2 separate regions of the Gasterosteus aculeatus genome follow, and region 1 is linked to region 2. The links are chromatin contacts, called in public Hi-C maps. All regions are on one chromosome and are shown on one strand. The core of a region is the stretch at or near the end of the contact, and the rest is flanking DNA. Distances in the headings are between cores, read along the strand shown. Region 1 holds the start of LOC120810671 (eukaryotic translation initiation factor 3 subunit H). Region 2 has its middle 36 kb from the start of LOC120810582.

What was found. Hi-C and Micro-C count contacts between places; a contact is called where the count stands out from the background.
Region 1: a contact with region 2 is called in a Hi-C map of skeletal muscle, with 2.0 times the contacts expected there. The contact joins the promoter of LOC120810671 here to the enhancer-like site in region 2. A contact is called at or near these places in 3 of 6 Hi-C or Micro-C datasets (skeletal muscle and whole body).

What each region holds. Positions count from the first base shown.
Region 1 is chr20:14,400,944-14,405,234 of fGasAcu3.hap1.1, reverse strand. LOC120810671 (eukaryotic translation initiation factor 3 subunit H) reads left to right here and starts at 2,920. Exons shown (of 8, transcript XM_040165431.2): 1 at 2,920-3,197. The coding sequence starts at 3,096. It overlaps LOC120810588 (double-strand-break repair protein rad21 homolog A), which reads left to right. Exons shown (of 14, transcript XM_040165253.2): 11 at 62-207; 12 at 547-726; 13 at 985-1,068; 14 at 1,628-2,598. The coding sequence ends at 1,819.
Region 2 is chr20:14,349,405-14,353,528 of fGasAcu3.hap1.1, reverse strand. No RefSeq gene overlaps it. Among protein-coding and RNA genes, the nearest start is that of LOC120810582, 36 kb to the right of the region's middle. Within about 2 kb of position 2,583, at least 1 of the 9 cell types and tissues checked has open chromatin away from gene starts, as enhancers often do.

The sequences.
Region 1 (4,291 bases), core at 1,671-4,170, 51 kb before region 2:
CCAGCGCCTAACCCCCACCCTTTTTTAAAAAAAAATCATTTTTATTAACAATCTCCCTCAGGCCAGACCATCATGGAGGAGCCCAGCATGTTAGCAGCCTCTGCCATGGAGGGCAGTAGGACGACTCTGGACGAGACCGTCATGCCTCCCCCATCCACCCCCCGCGGGGTCAAACGCAAGACCATAGACAAAGAGCCCATCCTTCCTGTGAGTGCTCGTCAGCTACATTTTATTTTTGCTTTTCTTGGCACTTGGTGTGGGCGTTGCATAGTATATAAAGTAATGTTTAAAGGCCCCAAATGTTTTTTTATTTCAGTGCTTACACATTTAAAACCGATTTCATGACAAATACCGCCCCTTGATTCAAGTACATGCCCTTTAAACCAGATTTGATTTATTTAATGTCAATGAGGTCACATTAATCATGTGTAATCCAGTTTAAATTCCAGGTGCTTTTATTTTCAGTAAACCTGTGAAAATGCTCACAGATGAACTGGGAGCGACACAAAGCGTAATTACTTTGTCTGAACTTTGTCCCCATGTCAGATGGCAGCCTTGGAGCCGCAGCATGTGGCCGACCGCTCGGTCTTGTCTCAGAGGTTAGACGTACATCAGGTGGATCTGCCCCCAGAGGAGAGCAGCCTCAACCTCACCCAGCTCGTCCCCGAGCTTGACCTGCTCAGTGAAAAGAGCAAAGACAAGAAGGATGACAGCGAGGAAGAGGAGGTAAGGGGGAAATCACTGCTTTCTCTGATACTGTATCATTGGTAGTAGTCTTGATGGCTGGCTAGGGATGCATCTCGTCAGTTTGGTTAATAAGTTCCCAAACCGATGTAAAAAAAACTACTGGAAAGTAAGTGAAAAGGGGTAAGCAAAGTTATTGCAGGCGTGTGCAGTTTGTAGAACATCCCGTTCTGTGGTGACGTTTAGTTCATTGTGTGAGTGTTGAGATTTGAGCCGGCTGATGCTGATGACTGTTCTCAGGACCAGGACGGTCAGACCGGAGACCAGGACCAGGAGGAGAAGAGATGGAACAAGAGAACCCAGCAGATGCTGCACGGTCTCCAGGTACCAAAAAAAGTTACTTTTCTGAAATTCCTGAAATTATGAATGGAAAGATTTGCGCATAAAACAAAATTCCAGAGACTCTCAGGCCCTGGGAGGGATCGGCATTGGTGAGAATAAAGCTGTACGTGGGAGGAGTTGAGCGTTCAAATGCACATAGTAACTCCTCCAAAACCTATGGGAAGGGGTTGAATAAATGCAGCCCAATGCACGCCTCCTCCTGCTGCACCAGACCTGTGTGGTCTGTGAGCCTCAACAGGAAGAGGGGCGGACTAAGGGGCTTGGTGGCTGGTGGTTACACACTCAGGTGCAGCCCAACGGCTCAATGCTCGCGGGCAGAGAGCCTGCTAGCAACACGGCAGAATAATAGTATAGGCAGCGGAAAGGGTCCCTGCAGTATCACAACTCTAGTGGGTCTGAAGTGAGGATTCAGGGGGATTAGTATATGTAGATTGTATCAATCTACATAGTATGAAGTAAATTGTTGAGTATCACAATTTTTTAAAGAAATTTAAATGTTTAAAATAATTTTAAACTGACTCCTGTGCTTCTGTCCCTGTAGCGCGTCATGGCAAAGACCGGCGCAGACTCTGTTAGCCTGCTTGAATTGTGCCGGAACAACAACAAGAAGCAGGCAGCTGCCAAGTTTTACAGTTTTCTCGTGCTCAAGAAGCAGCAAGCCATCGAGGTCACCCAGACTGAGCCCTACAGCGACATCGTTGCCACTGCTGGACCAAGATTCCACCTCATTTAGACATCGGAAGAACAGACAAGCACTTCGCTTGCAACAAACATACTTTTTTAATTACGCAACTCAAATTTTTGCCTTTTTTATTTTGTGTTTCCCTGTCCCATTTTTGTCTGGGTAAGGGGAGGGAGTAGGAGGGTATGGGTTTGAAACTTTAAAAAAAGAAAAGCTCATTTCACTGTACTACCGGTGGAATCATGCAGTATTCATTTGGTTGATACGCAGGGAGGACGAATGTTTTAACAAGTATATTTATAAAACAACCCTTTTTCAGTCACTGATTTGTAAGCTTTTCTTTTGTTTTATAAATTAAATGTGTCTGCTTATTTCACTAGTCTCATACCATTGGCCCTCACACCTGAATCATTGCAGATTTTAAGATAAAGAGCCCTGTATTTTCACAAGGAATCCTATATTGACTGTACATGTTCTGGAAAGGTACTGTTTTATTGCTCAGAAGTGTGACCTCTCATCTTCTCCTTGTTGCACTTGTTCTTTTATGATAAACAAAAATGGTGACTCTGTCAAAACAGTGGGGACTTATACCCTGTATTAAAAATCACGTTTCAGATGTATAATTCCAGCAGTTTTAACAATACAGTTTTGTGATTTTTTTTTTTTTTGTACCTTCCTACTTGTATGCTTATTTACCTTTTTGCATTATGTAACTAGGTAATGTACTTGTTACAATTAAGTTCAGTATCCCACCTTTTTAGTCTTCAGGTAACCTCTAGTTGTGATACATCTGTAAAGATTTGAAATAAAGTGTTTTAAGTACTTGGTAATTGGATGTTACTCATTCATAGTGCTCTTATTAAATTATCCATTCTAAGGGCTCTTTATTAATGGGTTTTCAGAAAGGATATGAAGATGAAAGTCAAATTAGGGGAGAATTTTATAATATAAAAACTCACCTATTGACTTACCCGTACAGGTAACTTTAGTGTTACTTTAGGAAAGGGCAGTAGTTATAAATGTTACGCTACAGTAGAATACTATACACACAGTATGTTTTAGTATGTGTGTTTGTGATTTTTTTTTATATATATATATACATATATATATGATTATTGTTGTGCTATGTCAATTGGATTTTAAACCAAGCACCCTTATTACACCGCCAAACCACTGGAGAGATTGCTGCTGCTTATTTACTGCTTGGAACTGAAGAGGCCATCTCGATTTAGACCTTGTTTCTCTACGGACAGGAAAGCAAACGCGTCTTTACCGGAAACGTTCGTCACTGAACTCTTTCCTCCCCCTTTCCGCGTGCGCTGTAGAGATGGCTTCACGTAAAGAGTCTGTTCCAGCTGTTACCCCCGCGGTCGCTTCTACCAGCGGCACGTTGGACTCTCCTGTCAAACAGATCCAGATTGAAGGATTGGTAAGTCTTCCTCCCGCGTGATGTATCAGATGCCGGAGCCGGACGGCCCGGAGACCGGTTGCGAGTGTTAGCTAGCAGAGGCGCATGCTAGCTACAGTGTGAGCATCGTCATGGCGGTCAGATAAAGTCTAAACGAGTGTTTTGTAACGTGTATTGTGCTTTGTCATCGTGGCGGATGCTTGAATTGTATGTTGTGTTAATTAAACACACGCTGTATTGACCGGTGTAACGGCTAATGCTATGCTAACCGTTTTACGTTATCGTTAGCCGATGCTAAACGTGTGGAACGAGGGCTGTCCCTGCGCGTTGTCTGGAAGGACCAGAGGCTAATGATGCTGATTCTTGCTTCCCTCTCACATACGTCTGATTTCTGTCTAAAAAACGAACAATGTGAAGTAGGAGCAATTTCAGGCGTCAGAATCGATAGCATGGTGGTCAGGTTTTTAGACGTCCTTTATACTGTAGTGATGTAATATTTAATTTGATCACTGATCAGTCGTGCTGTTGCCACCTATTGAGTTTGAATTGGGCTTTTCGACTGATTATCGTTGTTAGGAATGACTTATCTGGTCCAACAACAAAAATATTGATTATAGTAACTTAATATAACCATAAATTAGGTACGTGATCCCCATCCAATAGTCTGGAGTGACATCTACTCCCTGCTGATCTTCATTAATGTGATATAATAATAATAATAATAATAATGAACCATGCTGGGTATAGAGGCCCTCTTATAGCATAGTTTTGGAATTTGTTTACACCATTTTCAAATCTTGGGTCTTTTAAAACCCTTGTCGATTGTGTGCTGTTGCTCTCTAAGTAGATAGTGTTTAATTTCATCTGACCCAAACGTTTTTTAGTATTTATTTCGTGTTCTGCAGTACCTCAGTACAAGCAGCAGAGGACAAACTTGCTTCACCGGCCGCTTCTGGTGTTCTCCACCCTCTCGCCCAACGCCGCCCTGGACCAAGCGGCTCATTTGCTTCGTGTGCCTGCACACATTTGCAGGGCTTGGACGTGCCAGCTGCCGCCTTCCGTTTTACTCTGCTCATTAACATCGCCCTGGAGTCTCAGGCCCCAATTTCAGATCT
Region 2 (4,124 bases), core at 1,334-3,833:
ATGCTGTTTTTATGTGCCAGCTGTTTTTTTTATTCAGAATTATTCAGCATTGCATCTCATACACACCTTTTATATTTGCCCGGCTTATCATATTAATTATAGTTCTTGATTTTCTGTTCCCTTTTAATATGGAAGGTGCCAGGTTTCCTCCGGCACAGTGATTGATGAGATGCTTGTGACCTGCAATAGACAATTAAAGAGCACCTTATATCCCAGCTGTGAATCTTAAGATAAATGCTGATGGCCGCCTGAAGGTTTGATGTTTAATCATGCACTCCACGCCACGATCTCAGCTCGTGTCCTGAGAGTGAGTGATGTGCATTTGAATATTTCTCTCTTGCAGGTAAACCTTAACATTCCGTTCACATATTCACTAACTTCTCCTCCTTCCAGCTTTAATGTAGCCCGCCTGTTACACACAGTCATTCTCACGGAAGACCAGCACCTAATAAAAATGTACTGAACATCCTTTTACTTTGTAATTATTAATGTTTTTCTTTGTTTTCTACTTCAACTTGCCTCCGTCCCTTTTACCTTGTCTTGGACTTTGAAACTTCCCTTATTTTTCTTCTATCTGCAGGGGGGCACAAAGCTTTGACCACTGCCTGCTTTTCACTCTGGCACTGAGATACACGATGCGCCTTAACCCATAAAATATAAAAGATTCGTCTCCCAGCTTAATTGTTTGGTCGTGAACCAGAAGGTTTCATGTTCCCGGGTAGAGTGGAACCTGAAAGGACTCTTCTGGGGTGTTCTGAGTTCACTTGATGCTTCTACGTCAGTCTGACAACGTATTTCGCAGTAGATGTAATTAGTTTGAAGGTCAAGGCGCAGCGTTGTTCATATTCCTGATTTCACCATTTAAAGAGGGAACTGTCAATGATGAAGCTTTATTCAGAGAGCTTATACAACTGCTATGTCATGTGTGGTGTTGCCGTGCACGGTGAAATGGGTTCCATGCTAGTAATCAATTATTCATTGTACATACTGGGAACATTTCTCAATGCTCCGTCTTTCATTCCTGATTTCCTTTTGTTTCTCTCGGCTTATTATCTATTTTTACTCCCATCACACCAATTTGCGCCTTCCGAGCCACATGAACAGTCTCAGCGGATGTGTCTCGTTTTTCTGAAGCAAAATGACAACGCAACATCTGCATTCTCAAGCGTTTCTCTATATTTGTTTCAAATTGTTCAGGCAAGTGCAGACTGTCACACAGCAGCTGCCGCTGACCTGTTCGCAGGATGAACTGCTCATTGTCTCCCAGAGGATGACACATTTAAACGATATTTTCCCTTCTCCTTTGCCACCATTATTTCTTTCCACAAGCCTTTTGATTATCGCAAATGTTGATGACCGAGCCCCGAACCTTCTTATTTGGTGTCCATTTATTTCCTCTGAGGGAAGCCGTCAGCCGCTGACATTCAATCACATTATTTTGGCTCAACAATCTGCTGCCTCCACCTGTGACCTGGACCACACATAAGCCAGTGCATGACAAGTGCTGTGTAAATCGAACACATATACACACATTCCTAACTGAATGTCACGGTGGGACACTGACACCAAGAGTTGATCACATGCACATCAATAGAAAAAGCCAGCGGTGAACATCCAGGATTTTCTACAATGCTTTAATTCAATTTCTCCCCGGCCATCTGCAGGGCGATGCTACACCTATACGGTGCAACAGCCGAAATGTTATTGCGAAAGTGTGCTTGAGAGTAAGTTTATGGCAGCCGTAACAAGGTAAGGGCATGATTGCCTGCAGGTAAGTGATTTAGAGAAAATCAGGTTGATACTCTCCCAACCCTCTGCCAGAGCAGCACGAGGCCAAGGCCAAGCAGTTGTAAATTTTCCTTAAGTGTCAGCATTTTCCATATCACAGACCTTGGGCTTGGCTGGAATAAATTTCACCCAATTTTCACGGTTGAAAATGCTCGTTCCTTGCATATTTTCTCACCCCGGGATCCCTCAACATTGTCTAGGGCTGCAGTTTGGGCTTTGCTTGTCTCACTGCATTTGGTGCGGTAACTGATTCGTATATAGTGCAGCAAAATTCCTGAATCCCAGTCTAAACCCAGTTAGGGCAAATTGGTTTCGCTGCACATGGTTGATTTGACATGGAACGTGCACAAAAAGGAGCCGTATCCAATGTGTCAGGCTCTCTGCGACTGGACACCTTGCTGTAGTGTAAAAGGCCCACACGCTCTTCACATCCGGCAGTGCGGTTAATTTGCCCCAGTGCACGGGAACCATTATTCACATCTTCTTTGCAGTTGCATAACGTGGGATCTTTGGGACGACTGATCATGACCTACACCTAGATAACTGGTACAGTGATGGATAGAGGATATCTGTTAAAAGCTTGTAGTCATATCTATTATATGTATATATAGTCCTATATTTAGGCTTTGATACCATTTTTCTCCAGCTAGTCGAAAGGGAAAATGTATATTTACAGAAGGAGACACTGCAGAGAGCAGGTTAGATGCAGAGAATTAGCCGCTCCATATCACCTTTTGATATGTGTCCTTCAGCAATTGCACCCGTGCTAACGTATCATGCATCAATCACTCTTAATGCAAATAAAAAGGAAAGACATCTTGGTCTCAATAAAGACTGACGAGATTTATTATCTGGTCAGTCTGTTCAGTCGGACATAATCAAAATATCCGAAAAAATCTAAGGACCAGCTAAAGAGTCCAAAAGTTGTCATTAATCAAAATGAATGACGATGTCACACTAATTGCTGGATGCGTAATTAAGCCGCCATACGAGCAAGTTTCAGAGATTAAAATATGCAGTATTTGTCCTCTGTTTTGTGTGTTATCTTCGGAAAAACAGAAAACAGAAAAAACAAACAACTTCACCAATTTGGGCAGCAAGCAGGTCGATGGAGGAAAGCCCTTCAGGGTGCCTCTCACAGAAGAAGCATCAGTACCGATGACAGATCCTTGTTTACAAAATGATCCATAAATATATGCTATAATTATGTCTTTCTTAGTGAAAACATTACATCCAGGCTCAGGCAGCTGCTATTGTCAGCAATATTTTGTATGATTAGCACATTTAATTTCCCCCCAATCTTCTACAAACCTGATTTCTTGTTTGTTTTCACCTCATTTGACAGAATCATTGAATTTGACAGCTGGCTGAGATATTCCACCTCTGCTGTCACCGAGCACCGTAGTAGGTTATGATTGGTTTTTCCTCAGTCCAGATGTTTGCCTACGGTCAACACATGCCCCTATCTTGAGCCCGGCGATTGATGGGAGGTTTTATTGTGCAGTATAAAATCCCCACGTTGCAGGTGAAAACCCATAGTGTCTATCGACTGATATGAGTGTTACTGATCTGAAAGCAGCTATTTCCTCTCCACCAGGCTGTCATTTGGCGGGTTGAGTGAATCCAGCCCGGGCTTTAGCCTATTCTTTTACTGCCAGACGGCTGGCGATTAGTGCCGTGGTAGTCTGCGGCCGGCAGCTCAGTGCTGTTGCCTGATAAGGGGGGTCAGTGCTCAGCCACACACCCACCTGCCAGTTAATAGCCGGTTCCCTGCTGGCCCGCTCGCTGTGAACAGCCCCCAGGTCGCTGTCCCACCGTCCTTGTGCACCTCCTCTCCTCCCAACGGACGGACTCGCTATGAATCAGATCCCCTTTTGCTACACGGCTCTCCTCGCAACCAGTGCAATGAAATCCTCTAATGAACTTCGCTTAGTCAGCGTTAGAGCTAGAAAGCCAACAATGCAGACGGCTACAGGACTGCACAATAGAACCTCACCCGCCTACAGAGAGAGAGAGAGACAGTTAATTGGATGTTATATTGAACAGAAATAGTTTAGAGTTGAAGGAGAAAATAACTTTTGCTGGTAACGGTGCAATTGCAGTAGCATGGGGAGATGAAATGCCTGTGATTCTCACATCAAAAAGCGGGTTTATTGTGTCTAGAATTGTCTTCCAAAGAGAACTGAGATTGGAAAAAGAGATGGGGCGCACTGATGTGGTTCTAATAAGATCTCACTGGTGTTTCAGAAGCTTTTTAACATCAAGTCTGTAAATAAATCCACCTTTAAGTAAAATTTGCTGGCAGATGTAGTTAAGTCCCAGCAATTATAGCCCGT